Regions from separate parts of the Gossypium raimondii genome. Here region 1 is linked to region 2. Evidence: chromatin contacts called from public Hi-C data. All regions are on one chromosome and are shown on one strand. The core of a region is the stretch at or near the end of the contact, and the rest is flanking DNA. Distances in the headings are between cores, read along the strand shown. Region 1 holds the start of LOC105790983 (probable alpha,alpha-trehalose-phosphate synthase [UDP-forming] 11). Region 2 has its middle 4.4 kb from the start of LOC105790982.

What was found. A called contact is a pair of places that touch in the nucleus more often than the background predicts.
Region 1: a contact with region 2 is called in a Hi-C map of leaf, with 7 times the contacts expected there. The contact joins the promoter of LOC105790983 here to the enhancer-like site in region 2. A contact is called at or near these places in 2 of 2 Hi-C or Micro-C datasets (both in leaf).

Annotation. Positions count from the first base shown.
Region 1 is chr8:19,871,530-19,878,756 of ASM2569854v1, forward strand. It overlaps LOC105790983 (probable alpha,alpha-trehalose-phosphate synthase [UDP-forming] 11), which reads left to right and starts at 5,948. Exons shown (of 3, transcript XM_012618806.2): 1 at 5,948-7,227. The coding sequence starts at 6,319.
Region 2 is chr8:19,792,554-19,799,587 of ASM2569854v1, forward strand. No RefSeq gene overlaps it. Among protein-coding and RNA genes, the nearest start is that of LOC105790982, 4.4 kb to the left of the region's middle. Within about 2 kb of position 3,043, the one cell type or tissue checked has open chromatin away from gene starts, as enhancers often do. A contact at or near this core is called in leaf, where this site is marked.

The DNA of each region.
Region 1 (7,227 bases), core at 4,698-7,197, 82 kb after region 2:
AATTAAAATACTTTAAAATAATATAACTTAATTTAATTATGAGAAATATTTTCATTATCTTTCTAGCTAAATTAATACCAGATTAATTCATCACTTAGGTAAAAATTAAATAATATTATAGATATTTATTCCATTTCCCCCCTTCCTTATGACTATATATCCGTCTCAGAACTTCAGACTTATCCAAAATCCAATTAATGCATCCCAAGAGGAACCTACGCTGGTGCGAGGCAGTTCCATCACCTGAGTGAAACGTTATCCAATGGGATGACACCACATCATCTTTGATTGTAAACATGTTGGTTATTCAACTATATCCAAATTTCTTTGAAAATATTTGGCAAAGGAAACAATCCAGAAATTTAATTTAAAATTTAGCATTTCTTCGATTTTTTATAAATTAGTTTTATATATTAGATAAAAATAAAATAAATTTATTTTTGTAAAATTTTATCAATTTTATTGTTAAAAAGTAATATTACTAACAAAAAAACAAGACAATTACACGTGACATTGCACGTGCAAACTCATGACATACATGGATCAATTTTATTATAAAAATAGATGAAATTTTTAATAAAAATTTAATTTACTCTTTAATATAATATACAAAGACTAATTCACTCTTTTTTGGTAGAAAAATAAAATATAATTCATCTCTTAATATAAAAATCTCTACAATTCTTTTACCTCTTACGGTATGGGTTATTTTACTCAAATAACCCAAAAAATAATTAATTACATAAATGACCTTAATTAAAAAATAATCACTTAAATAATTTGAAATGAACAATAAAATTGGGTTATGGGGAGTAAATGGCCAGTACCACTATTTTTTTGTTTAGAAAAATATTTTTTGAAGTTTTAGACACTAGATGGCCGGCACCTATATGTTTTTTTTCAAAAAAAAATTGGGTGCTAGCGCACTAATGGCTAACATCCTTTTATCTAATTAAAAAAATTATTGTTTGGGGGTGTCAAGTGCTGGCCAACAAAGGCCCAAACTCACCCAACAAAAGGGTGTCGACCATATACGCTAGCACTCAACAAAAAGTTTTTGAAAAAAATACATGAGTATTGGTCATCTAGTGTCCAAAACCCCAAAAATTATTTTTTTAATAGGAAAAATAGTGGTGCCGGCCAGCTAGTCCTCATAACCCAATTTTACTGTTCATTTCAGGTTATTTAGGTGATTGTTTTTGAATCAAGGTCATTTATGTAATTAATTTTTTTTGGGTTATTTGGGTAAAATAACCTTTGGTATGTAATGTTTCTTCGATTTTTTTTTTCTTTTGAAAGAAAAATGTTTTTTTTTTGTATGAATGATCCTTTATGGGACAATTTTGAATGGGATATTATCTGTTTTAGTTTAGTTTAGTTTAGTACACGTATGTGCATCTGAAAATCATGTATTTAGAATTATAGGTATCTATTTAAAATAACATATAACAAATAATAAAATGTACGATTTAAAACCAATAATAACACATATGCAATATGTACAAAAAAAAGGAAAAATAATTTAAATTGTGAATAAACAAATTAAATTAGAAAATACATTAAATTAAGAATAATAAATGCACTTAGTGTCATTTTCTTATAGCACGTTAAAAAGTTATCATGTAGGTGACAGGAAAATTCACTATTAAAAATCTAATTATAAAAATTAAATATCAAGTTGACTTGTGATACTAACATAATCAATGACATTATATATATACATGATGTGAGCGTGAGAAAACAATTTATTTAAAAACTTGGTTTTAAAATTTACTCTATAATAATTACTGATGTAATGGTAAAGAACTTATTTATAAATCCTTAAAGAAAAATAACTTATTTATAAATTGGCTTAATGGTATTATAGGTCCTCGAACTTTTTTCAAAAAAAATAATTAAGCTCCTTCAAAAAATTTTACCCAATTAATTCCCTGAACTAACAAAACTGGCCAAATAGACTTTTTGACTAATATTAATCGTTAATACTATATGGCAATACTAACGCGGTCATTAACAGATACCATGTTAGCAATCTATGGCAGTGCCACATTAACACGAAGTGGCAATGCGGGCAAAAAGTACAAAATTTAAAATTCAAAAAAATATTTGTTATATTATTTTTAAAATAATTACAAAATAAATTTAGACAAATGATTGTCTAGGTTCATTTGAATCTAAACACCAATATAACTAGATTCATTCTAGAATTATAAAAAATAAAAAATGTAGAAATTATAAAAAAATCATTGAATTTTATAAAATTATAAGAAATTAATTAAAACCATAAAATTTTATAAAAAAACATATTTTCCTCATTTTGATTAAATTATTTGATTACAAAAAAATGTTAATATTGATTTTATAATATAAGTTATTGGTATTCATTTTTGATTTGAAATATAAATAAATAATAAATTATTATTTATAAATTGCATAAAATTTTATGATTTTTAATAATTTTTATAAATGCTCATTTTTTAATTTTTTATGTTTTATAATTTTAGAATGCATCTGAATAAATGTGAGTCTAGATTCAAATGAACTTAGATAACCATTGGTCCATATTCCTTGTGTACTTATTTTAAAAATAATTTAAAAATATTTTATTTTTAAATTTTTTAGTTTTTGTTGTCATGGCAGTGCCACATTAGCATTGTCATTAAATACTAACGGTCAACATTAGTTAAATGACTTATTTGGCCAATTTTATTAGTTCAATGGCTTAATTGGGTGCAAAAAAAAAGTCACCAAAATAATAATAGTAATCATTTAAAAAATGGGTAAATTAGTATTTTTCCAATTGAGTTAAAATTCAGTTAACGTGTGACACTAACTCAATCAAAGTTTAAATAATAGTATAGATGAAAATTCCAATGATTTTAAAAAGAAATTAATGGGATAGTACCTAAAGTTGCCACCTAAAGTATACATTTTTTTTTTCACTTTGGTACTTCAATTTATTTTGGGTCCAAGTTAGTACTTAAAGTTACATTATGTTTATCGGTCCAGTACACTATCATTAAAAAAACTGATTGAAATGTGGTCAATTAAAACGTGTCATGTGGCACTTCAATCTAATTAAAAAGTGTCACGTGACATCTACATGTATTAAAAATAAAATAGATTTATAAATTCTAAGAGAATAAATAAAATTATAAAAAATTTATAAAATAAAATATAATTAAAATTTTAGAAAGTTATTGTTTGGCTTTGACCTAGTGTTGACAGATGATTAACCCATATTGATAAATGTTGATAAAGTATTGATTGATCATTGTCCATCGTTGACTTAATAGTATTTTCAAGTTTTATATTAGAATATTTTTAAAGATTTAAAATTATTTTTACTATGAGAAATTTTTTAAATTTAAAATTTAATTTTTCTAATATATTAAATTTTATATTCTTTTTAATCTTCATAATCGAACTATTATTTCAATTTTGAAATTTTATTGCAATAATTTAAAAATGTCTATTTCAAAGAAACCAAAAAGTGTAATAAAAATTTTAGAAATTGAAAAAATAGTTAAATTATGAAAATAAGAAGAATATAAAATTAGACATTAGAATTTTTAAAAGATTTTAAAATATTTTTCTCACAAAAGAAACAATATATAAATTTATTTTTTAAAAAAGTTTCTAATATAAAACTTGAAGAATACTACTACGTCAGTCAAAATAAAATGGAACTTTCTAAAATGCTAATTATATTTTTAATTTTATAAATTATCTTTAAATTTTAATTATTTTTAGAGTTTATAAATCTATTTTTATTTTAATACATTTTGATACCATGCCACGTGGCATTTTCTAATTGGGACATTTTAATCAAAATTTTAACAATAGTAGAGTAAACTGATTAACAAAATGTAACTTTAGATATCAATATAAGCAAAATAAATATCAAAATGAAAAAATGATATACTTTAAAGGGTAAATGATGTTTAGGCGGTGATAAAATTATGAAATTTTCTTTTGAAAGAAGTTATAATTGTGGTTTCAGAAAATGCAATTTATATACTATAATTGAAATAAAAAATTATTTACACAATCAAACTAATAAAAATAATTAAAATAAATGAGAAACACAATAAAATTATGGCATAATAAATTATTTGGCTTTCTAACTTTATAAAAAGTTATTTTAGCTATTTATTTAATTTTATTTTTTAATAGTTAAACTTGTGTTGTTTATCAAATTATCCTAAAATGGATGGAAAAATTAACGTCTGTTAACTTGGTTGATGCGTAATTCACGTGTATACCAAGTTAGCAATTAATTAATTTTATAAAATTTAAAAATATTAAATTTTTTATAATTTTAATATAATTAATTTTTTGAAAATTTTAAAGTTAAAAAAATTTAATAATGACGTTTACATGAATGCCATGTGAGTAAAGTTAAAATATGTTAACTTTTTCATATATTTTGAAATAATTTGACAAACAATATAAGTTAAAAAATTTTAAAAAATAAATATAATGCTAAAATAATTTTAATTAAAATACTAAATATGATTAAGCGATAAAATTATGAATATGTACATGAAAAACAATAAATTATGGATTTTGTTGGAAAGGCATAACATAACCTAATCCCATCCCATCCATTATCACTATGAAACCTTACAACAATTTTTGAAGGAAAGAAATGTCCTAGGTTGGTGAGTGACGTGGCAGCTCATAAGTGGTTGACAACACTAACTCCGAAGATACGCGAATCTGCCCCGTCATCAGTCGAAGACACGTCCGTGACTTTGGCTTCGTTTAACAACCCAAACACGCCACATTTCCACTAAAATAATTCCACCTGGCAATCTCTACCTCCCTTTAATTTATTGCACGTGAAATTTAATTAATAATAAATAAAAAAAACAACTTTGTTCAAGTGTTTTTCCCTGAACCTCGTCACGGATAATGAAAATAAAAATAAAATAAAAATAGAATATGTTTACTCCATCTATAAAAAACTAAAATAAAATATTTGAAAAAATCCAAAAGAAAAAGAGAAGTCCTTTGACAGAGAGAGAGAGTCTGATGGATAGGCGTCTAGAGTTGAAATCTTTACACGTGCCAGCGATGAGAAAATTCATGACCGAGTAAATCTGTGTAGCGATTTCGGACACGTTTCTTTCTGATTTTTTTTTTGACGTGCTACTTTTCGAAATTAATAAAAAAATCTTCCTTTCTATTTGGTTATCGCTATTTAAGAGTGTAAAATATATATAAAAAAATACATAATTGTCCCTTTTGCTCCAAAAAATCAGCACCTTGATTAATGGCAGAATGAAGGTGTTAACCTAATCCTTAATACTTCTTAATAAATGATGCATATAATACTAATGCTGTTTTAATTCTCAAATCATAAGTAACCTTTCTTTTTGTGATTTTATCAATGTATACAAATTTTGTTAGCACGCTTAAAATTAATGCAAAAGATTATTTTACTTAGTGTATTAAAATCAAATAAAAATATATTAAGTATTTTGATTTCTATATCACTGCTTTTATCATTTTTTTAAATAACCTATTTGAATAGCTTAATTAATACAACCCATAGCATAATAAAAGAAATGCTAGCTAACATTTAATGTCAATGATTAAATATTTAATCGCACCATTAGTGATTCGATAAGCACTAATCCAAAATCACATTAAAAATACGTAAATCTTAGTCTTACTTATCCCTATCTCTCATTTATTATTGCTTTTATTTTTTTTAACTTTAAAAATTTTTAAAGGCAAAGAACAAAATTATGAAGTAGTAAAATAAAAGTAACCGCGGGCGAACAGTGGATCGGACATAAAGAGTCGGTTACAGTGAGGAGAGAACCTGATGTACCCAAGTTCAGAAGATAATGGTGTAGACGCATTGAATCAGGACCGTTGGAACCATGCCTTGACGTACTCACGCACATATATAATATTTTCTCTCTTTCTCTCACTCTTTTCGTTCTTATCCTCAGCCTGCTTCTTTCCTTGCTTAAGAGCTCTTTCTCTCTCTTTTTCCTCCGTTTCTTGGGTTCCTTTATGGAATGTGTATCCATATCTTTGATTTAAATCGCTGCCAAGATTCATATTTCTTTGTAATAATGCTCTTCTGTAAATGCCTTTTAACAGAACCCTAAAGCTGCAACCTTCCCTTCTCAGAGAACGTATAGAAAGAAAACAACACCAAAGAATTAAACTCCCTTCTTCATTGATTTTTTGAATACCCCTGTATTGGTTCTTTGATTCCTTTTCTTCTTCTTCTTCTTCTTCTGTTTTCTATGTTTGTATAGAATTTCACATACGGAGTTGGGTTTCTTCGCTTGAAACATGGTTTCTAGTTGCTGCTTAGACCAATTAAATTTATTGTCTACCGATGATTTTCGAGTCATGAATCGGATCCCGCGAGTCATGAAGGTATCAGGAGTCATATCTGATTTCGGAGAAGATCAGCAAGCTATGCCACGGAAAAGGGTTATTATCGTTTCCAACCAGTTGCCTTTACGTGCGTGGAGGGACTCGGTCTCCAATGAATGGTGCTTTGAATTTGACGAGAATGATCTCCTTGCTCTGCTGAGAGACGCTTTCCCTCCTGATACAGAGGTGCGATACGTTGGGACGTTGAAAGCTGATGTAGACACAGCGGATCAAGAGGAGGTGGCTCAAGTTCTGCACGACAAGTTCAGTTGCGAAACCATATTTCTGCCCGTGGATATGCGGAACGAGTTTTATCATGGCTTTTGTAAACACTATCTATGGCCTTTGTTTCATTACATGATGCCCATGACGGGGAACGATGGGGGACGTTTCGATCGTTCACAGTGGATGGCTTACGTGTCTGCTAATAGAATATTTGCTGATAAAGTTCTGGAAGTAACGGATAGAGATGATGAAGATGAAGATCATGTTTGGGTGCATGATTATCATCTTATGGCTTTACCTACTTTCTTGAGGAGACGGTCTAATAGGGTAAAGCTTGGCTTTTTTCTACACAGTCCATTTCCTTCATCTGATATGTATAAAACTTTACCTGTTAGAGATGAAATTCTTAGAGCTTTGCTAAATTGCGATTTGATTGGCTTCCATACATTCGATTACGCTAGGCATTTCTTGTCTTCTTGTCGAAGGATTTTGGGCTTGCATTCTGAGTCCAACAGGGGTCACATTGCATTAGAATATTATGGGAGGACTGTGACTATTAAGATTTTGCCTGCTGGGATTCATATGGGGCAACTTGAA
Region 2 (7,034 bases), core at 1,793-4,292:
GTATCAATTTGTTACATATTTTTATTAATTTTTTAAATCTAATATTTAAATATATCAAATGGTTTAGATTAAATATTTTTAGTCATAAACACTTGCTAATGTTACCTTTTCCGCGTCTCTGCAGAAACGCCACTAATAAATTAAATTCTTGTAATGAAACGACACCGTTTTGAAAAATTCTAATACATATTAGCGGCGTTTTGCTATAAACGCATAAAAGCTCGCATATTTTATAATTTTTATATTCAATTATTGTATATTGCATATCAATTTTAAATTAATAATCTTTACAATTTATTATTATCTCTTTTACAATTATATAAGAACTTAATTAGTATATAAATTAAAAAAATACTAATTAATCTAAACCTTAAACCCTAACCCGACCCTGAATCTCTAAACCCTAAATCACTAACTCTTAACCCCAAACCCCTAACCACTAGCCCCTAAATATTATTTAATATATAAATTAAAACACACTAATTAATCTAAACCATAACCTGACATCAAATCCATAAACCCTAAATCCTTAACTAATCTTAATCTCTAACCCCTAACCCCTAACCCATAAACCTTAAATCACAACCCTTAAATCAGAATCCCTAATCCCATAAACATTCAGCTCTAGACTCGAGACCCAGCTAACACTTTTTGTTATCAAGGAAAAACAAGCAGCTTTTTCTTTCCGGGAGCAAATCGTCCAACTAACCCCACCGACTCTACTAGCTAAATTGAATCCCAACTTCACTTAATTATTTTCTAAAATTCAATATTTAATAAATTTTATTCGAATTTCAATATTTATAATATTTTCCTATAACCCTTTCTCAACCTAAAAAACCTAGCTAGTATTAATTTCTAGTGGGTATTAGACTAAGTAACAACCTCATTTGTCCCCTTTCATTCATTTTCAGTTCTTACTCTTGAGTAGATACTATTAGGCCATTGTTGTGTTCATGTTTGATTAACTAAATATAAGATTATTTTTGGTAGTAAAATTATCAATATATAATATTATTTATCACGATATTTTGTGTTTTATATTACTTTTTTGATTTATTTAATCGAACTATCAAAATTTATTATTCTTATAAAATTTATTCTATTTTTATTCTTTACAACACAACAATTTAAGTTTTATGATATTTTATTTTACTCATAATTTAATATATTTTTCTAGTAAAGTAGTTTAAATAAACTGTGATTGAAAATAATAACAAATAGTTAGGAGTTAGGACGACTTCTCTTTAATAGAAACATTTTGTATTAAGCAATATTATTTGTTATCATTTAAATATAAATTTGACCAATATATAATAAATACAACGAAATATCAATTTTTCAACTTAAAAAAAAAATATATAATTGAAACATTACATGAGAATATATCAAAGAATGAGATAATTGAAATGGATTTAGATTTTATTATTATTAGCGGCGCTTTTTCAAAAACGCCGCTAAAGGCCAGAGCATTAGCGGCGCTTTTTCAAAAACGCCGCTAAAGGCCCGAGCATTAGCGGCGCTTTTTCAAAAACGCCGCTAAATGCCCCAAAACTCGGAAAACGGTGTCGTTGGGCTTAGGCTTTTTGCGGCGCTTTTAAAAAACGCCGCTAATGCTTATTTTTAGCGGCGGTTTCCAAGAAGCGCCGCTAGTTCTCGACCTTTAGCGGCGTTTTAATAGAAGCGCCGCTAATGCTTATTTTTTAGTGGCGTTTTTTGTCCAAACGCCGCTATAAACGCCGCTAAAAGCCTGTTTTGGTGTAGTGAAGATTAAAATATTTTAATTTGTTGAAAAATATACTTAAATCATGGAGAGAATTTCATTTAGGGTTTACAATTGAAAATGTTGGATTTTTTTTCTGTTGGGGTTCTTACATTTTAAAGATTTTATTTATTTTTTTAATCCCACGTTAGCTTTTAAATAAAAAAACCCTTCCCAAGTCATCTGCTTATTTGGCACTCTAGGTGGAGTGCCACATGGGGAAAGTTGGCTGTTGGTTGAATGATGGAATTCGTGAAATTTGGAGTTATTACGTGGGTGAGATTGCAAAAAAAAAAAAGTTTTCATTAATAATTAATTGTTAAAATTAATGGTCAAAAGGATTGATTGAATGCAAAAAAAAAAAAAAAAAAAGAATTTAATTGATTTTTCCAAAAAAGTTATGTGCTTTTTGTACCTTAAACTAAAATATATAAAATGATGCAAATAATTGTGTTTTGTTGAACTTGTTTGCTTGACACAAAAAGGTTGTCTAATTTATTTTTCTTTTTAGATATGATTGATTATGTAGTTGAGACTACTTAAAAGATAATAAATAAATAAATAAATAAACTTAACTAAAATTCTCTAAAAAAATAATCTAGTTTTTTTAACAAAAGTAATTTTAAAACTCCATTTCGTATGAGAAATGTATCTGCGTTGACACAATGCATATAAAAAGCAATACAAATTAGGTGTTTGATTCCAAAATTGTGTGTGTATTACTTGTATGAAGCCCATTAGGCATTATTGAACGAGTAAAATAGGCTTGCAATCCAGTAAGGCTACGACGTGCTGTTAATAAATATATAAAATGATTCACGGTGGTGGGTCAAGGCAATTTGATCCAATAATGGCTCAAACCTCTCTAACCAACAAAGGTGGGCCTGGAAAAATGTGGTCTAAAAAGCTTGGGCTGCTGAGCAAGGTTTATTTATTTCTATTTTTTTTAAAAGGACAAAACTCAAAAACAAACCACTTGTTTACTTGCACATTGACAAATTAGTCTATTAATTAAATAGCTTATTAAGACTGCAAATTCACTATCATTAAATAGCTCATTAACACTCCCTTTGGAGCCACCAATTACTTTGCATTGTTAATAAGCTATTTAATTAGTAGAGTAATTTGTCAATGTGAAGTAAACAAGTGGTGTGCTTTGAGTTTTGTCCTTGTTTTAATTGTTAAGACTTTAATGTGTTTTCAGACAAAGCACTAACTGATTCACAAGAAAAAGGTGTCTAATGTCGTGTAAGATAGATAGTGTTAGGCAGTAGGGCAGGGCAGGAGTAGGCGGCGATGGATCAAGCTGCTGTGGTGACTGCAATTTGTTACTACTTTATCTGGTTGAAGTGGCGATTTTGTCCAATTTGACACAGTTTTAATTCAGAATAAAACATGAAGATCTGATAGGACGGTCCATGGGATAAATCAGCCGAATGCTGAAGTTACGTTACATGAATGTATAACTTTTTAACTCATCGGGACCACTTGAGTTTTTGCAGTTAAAAAAAAAAGGTTGAATTGATTTAACTGGTCCCTTGGGTCAGTCGAAGGAATTGGATCTTTGGGCCTTTCATTGAATGCATGCCAATATGACCAGCAATTAGAACTAGTCTAATTTTAAATAACATCCATCACTTTATATGAGAGTCCAATTCAAGTAGGCATAAGGATGGGTGTAACGCCAACATTGTTCACTATAAATTGACATCTGCATTTAGGGGAGGGAAGAGGAGGCTTTACTTTTTTCTTCCAACTTTAAATGGATGTAATTTCGGACATTGATGAGACTCCATTCAGGGTATTCGACTATCAAGCTAACTTCAAATGATTGGTGCCGAAAATAAAGTAGTTGATTCTATACCAAACCTCAAAAGAGAAAAAGTTCGTCTACTTTGCTACCTGGATGCGCCAAACATTTAAAATTCGGTCATTCCAAAGCATTTTATTCACCATAAGGGTGAAATAGAAAGAAAAATGATCTCAACTATTTTAATAGATTTATATGTATTAAACTCTCAATATTAGTTTCGGATTCAATTATCGAAATACTTGAGATATAAGAAAACAGTATTTCCTTTGTATTTTAATTTTTCATCATGTTTCCTAAGATTCAAACAATTGGTAAGAGTTTGACATTGTTCAAGCAGTAGGCAGCTTCCTAGGAAAAGACATAAAACTCAATATTTCAAACAAAATAAAAAAAAAAGATATTATGCTATATTAATAGGTGGAATTTCGACAAGTGAAATTAATAAAAAAATGCTATTGTGAGTATATTGGAAACAAAGTCTAAATAGAATTAAGAAAAGCAAAGTTGATGTGAAAGAAAGACTCATTCTCTGCACAACTCTTTGAAAACCAGCCGAAAACGTGGGCAAATGACTTAACCAACCAAAATACTATAACCTCTCTCTCTAATCCTTTTCTCATGAAAAATCTTGGGTGGGCTCAGGTCATTTTCGTACTAGATCATATATATCCTTAAAGGTTCGATTATTTTAAAAAAACTTTAGTCGCGTCTTTACATAGGAAATGCATGAGAAACAAAACAAAACAAAACCAAACCAATGACAGAAGAGCCTGTCAAACTTTCCAGCTTGTCGTCAACTGATTGGTTCCAACACTTTGACCAAAGTTACGTGAAGGATCAAAGAATCTTTGGAAACTTGGCTTCCTCTGCTTTTGTATTCAAATAAATAACGTTCAAAAAGGGTTGAGATAAGGTTGTTAGGTTAACTCATTTATCTTTTAAACACCATATAAGAATGTAATTAAATTATTAATATTGCTATTTTATTTTTAATCCCGATATATGCAAAATTATAAAATATAAGGGTAGGACATAATTTGAAAATTCAAAGAGATGCAGCTGGGGGGGAAAGGGGTCCACCACCAATTTCAAAGGTCTATCACCTTGGACTTGGCCTATTACCCACCCATTACGACTCTTTTTTTCTGTTTTCACAACTACGCGTTATTTATGCTAATTCAAAGTTTCATTAACTTTTTCCTCTGCCATGTAATTTGGATGAATTTCCCCTACAAAATAATTATTACCTTCAATGTTGAGGATATCACGTGATTTCAACCTTTGTACCATTACTACAAATTATTTATGTTGGAATCAGCAAATACAAATCATCTGCTTTTGTAACCCTAATTAGTTATTAGATGATATTTAGTTTAGGAAATCTAAAATTATGGGGGGTGGAATGCCGGAATGCTGTATCATTTTATTTAATTCATTTAGTTGGAATATAAAATTAAGGTGTTTGACTAACGAAATGTAAGATTATCCTGTATATATTTTATTAAATTGTACTGATTGTTATATATATTTTAAACAAGTTTAGTTCTTTTAATATCATTTAGTTTCAATTTTCATAAAATTATGATAAATCTTATTTTTATTACAATTTATATATTAATAAGTAAATATATGATGTTTAAATAAAATTATAAATTATGATTATAATTATAATTTTGAAATATAAGATCTGTTGTTTCATTCTTAAGAATTTTCTTTCTGTTTTTATTAGACTTAAATTTTATTTGATATAAATTGATCTAAAATTTATTATTATGTATTTAATCTAAAATTATTAGAAAAAGGATTGTAATACCCAATTTTAGCCCGGACTCACATATGGAAACATAATCTTCGAGGATATGCAATCTTAGATATGATATGCAATCTTAGATATGATATGTAATCTTAGAAGATATGATTTTGTAATCTTAGAGATTTAATTTGTAGATACCCTTTAATCTTCGCCGTTGATGTAATTGATCTGTACCGTTGGATTTGGGGAGGTTCAGCTATAAATAGAGGCCTTTCCCTTCATTGCAAAAGAAAAAGAATCAATAAAAAAGGGAGAACGATTGACAGTTTTTTAAAGGTGGCTTACTGTTTTCTTTTTTTTTTCTTTTTCGATTATTTTTTACTTATTTACGATTTTAAAAAAGGGAGAAGGTGATACCACTGCGAATTTTATTTATTTATTTTATTTAGCCCTAATAAAGTAATGCGTTTCAAAGGATGGAGATATTTTCCCATTCGAGTCCTATGAGTTATTCGCACCTTTTAATTGGGCCCTTCATTTTTTTTAATTCTGTTGATTTTCAATTTAATCCTTAATCTTTCATTTTAGGTTTTTAGTCTATTTTATTAATTTTGTTATTATTATTTTATTATTATATTATATATTATTATTATACCTACATATATATGCATATGCATGTTAATATATATACATATATATTTTAAACGTTTTAATATATATATACATATTATATACATACTTCATTATTATTTTATTTTCGTAGTTTTTATACATATATATATATACACATTTATATTTCATAATATTTATACGTTTGCCCATATTCTATGATTTTTATATGTTTATACATTTTTATAATATATACACATATATTTATACTCCATTCAAAGCTTATTATAAATATTTTCCACGTTTTTACATTATACTTATATATTTCATTTTTTGTAAATGCATGAATATATTTATATATATATATATATATTTTGTTTTCATAAATACATTATATATTTTGTTATTTAAATTCTATAAACCAAATTTTATATGTAAATTCATATTTTCAATATAATGTATACACACTTTATTTTTATATTTATTTGTATTTTTATTTACCTTCTAAAGGATGTTTTTATTATTATTTATTTTGTTCATTTATTAGATATTTTGTATGTCATCGTTTTTCAAATTTTGCTTATTTACTGTTTACATTATTTCTATACCATTGTAATATTTATTATTGCATTGTATATTTAATGTAGCATCACATCATTTTTTACTCGATTTCAAACTTTTCAAAATTGAGATAATGCTTGTATTTAGGATTTTCAAGGAAATTGAGCCCTAATGTATTGGGTTCCGATTTTCTTCATTAAATCTAACAATCGAGCATTTCTCTTTAATCAAAAAAATAAGAACTCATTATTGGGAATTCAACATGTTGTGTCCTAACGTATTGGATGTGACGCATTAATTTCTCGAAATGAATATTTTTTCTAAAAAATAATAAAGGAAATATTCCGAGTTTGGGATTTTGGAGGAATTGTGCCCTAACGTATTGGGTTGCGATTTCTTAAATCTTGAATAAATGAATATTCTTTTAAATTTTTATTACACGAGTATTCTGGCCTAATTCATTTTTGAGGAAATTAGAATGTCGTGCCCTAACGCATTGGGTGTGGCATTTTCTTTCTCTGAAATGATAAGGGTCT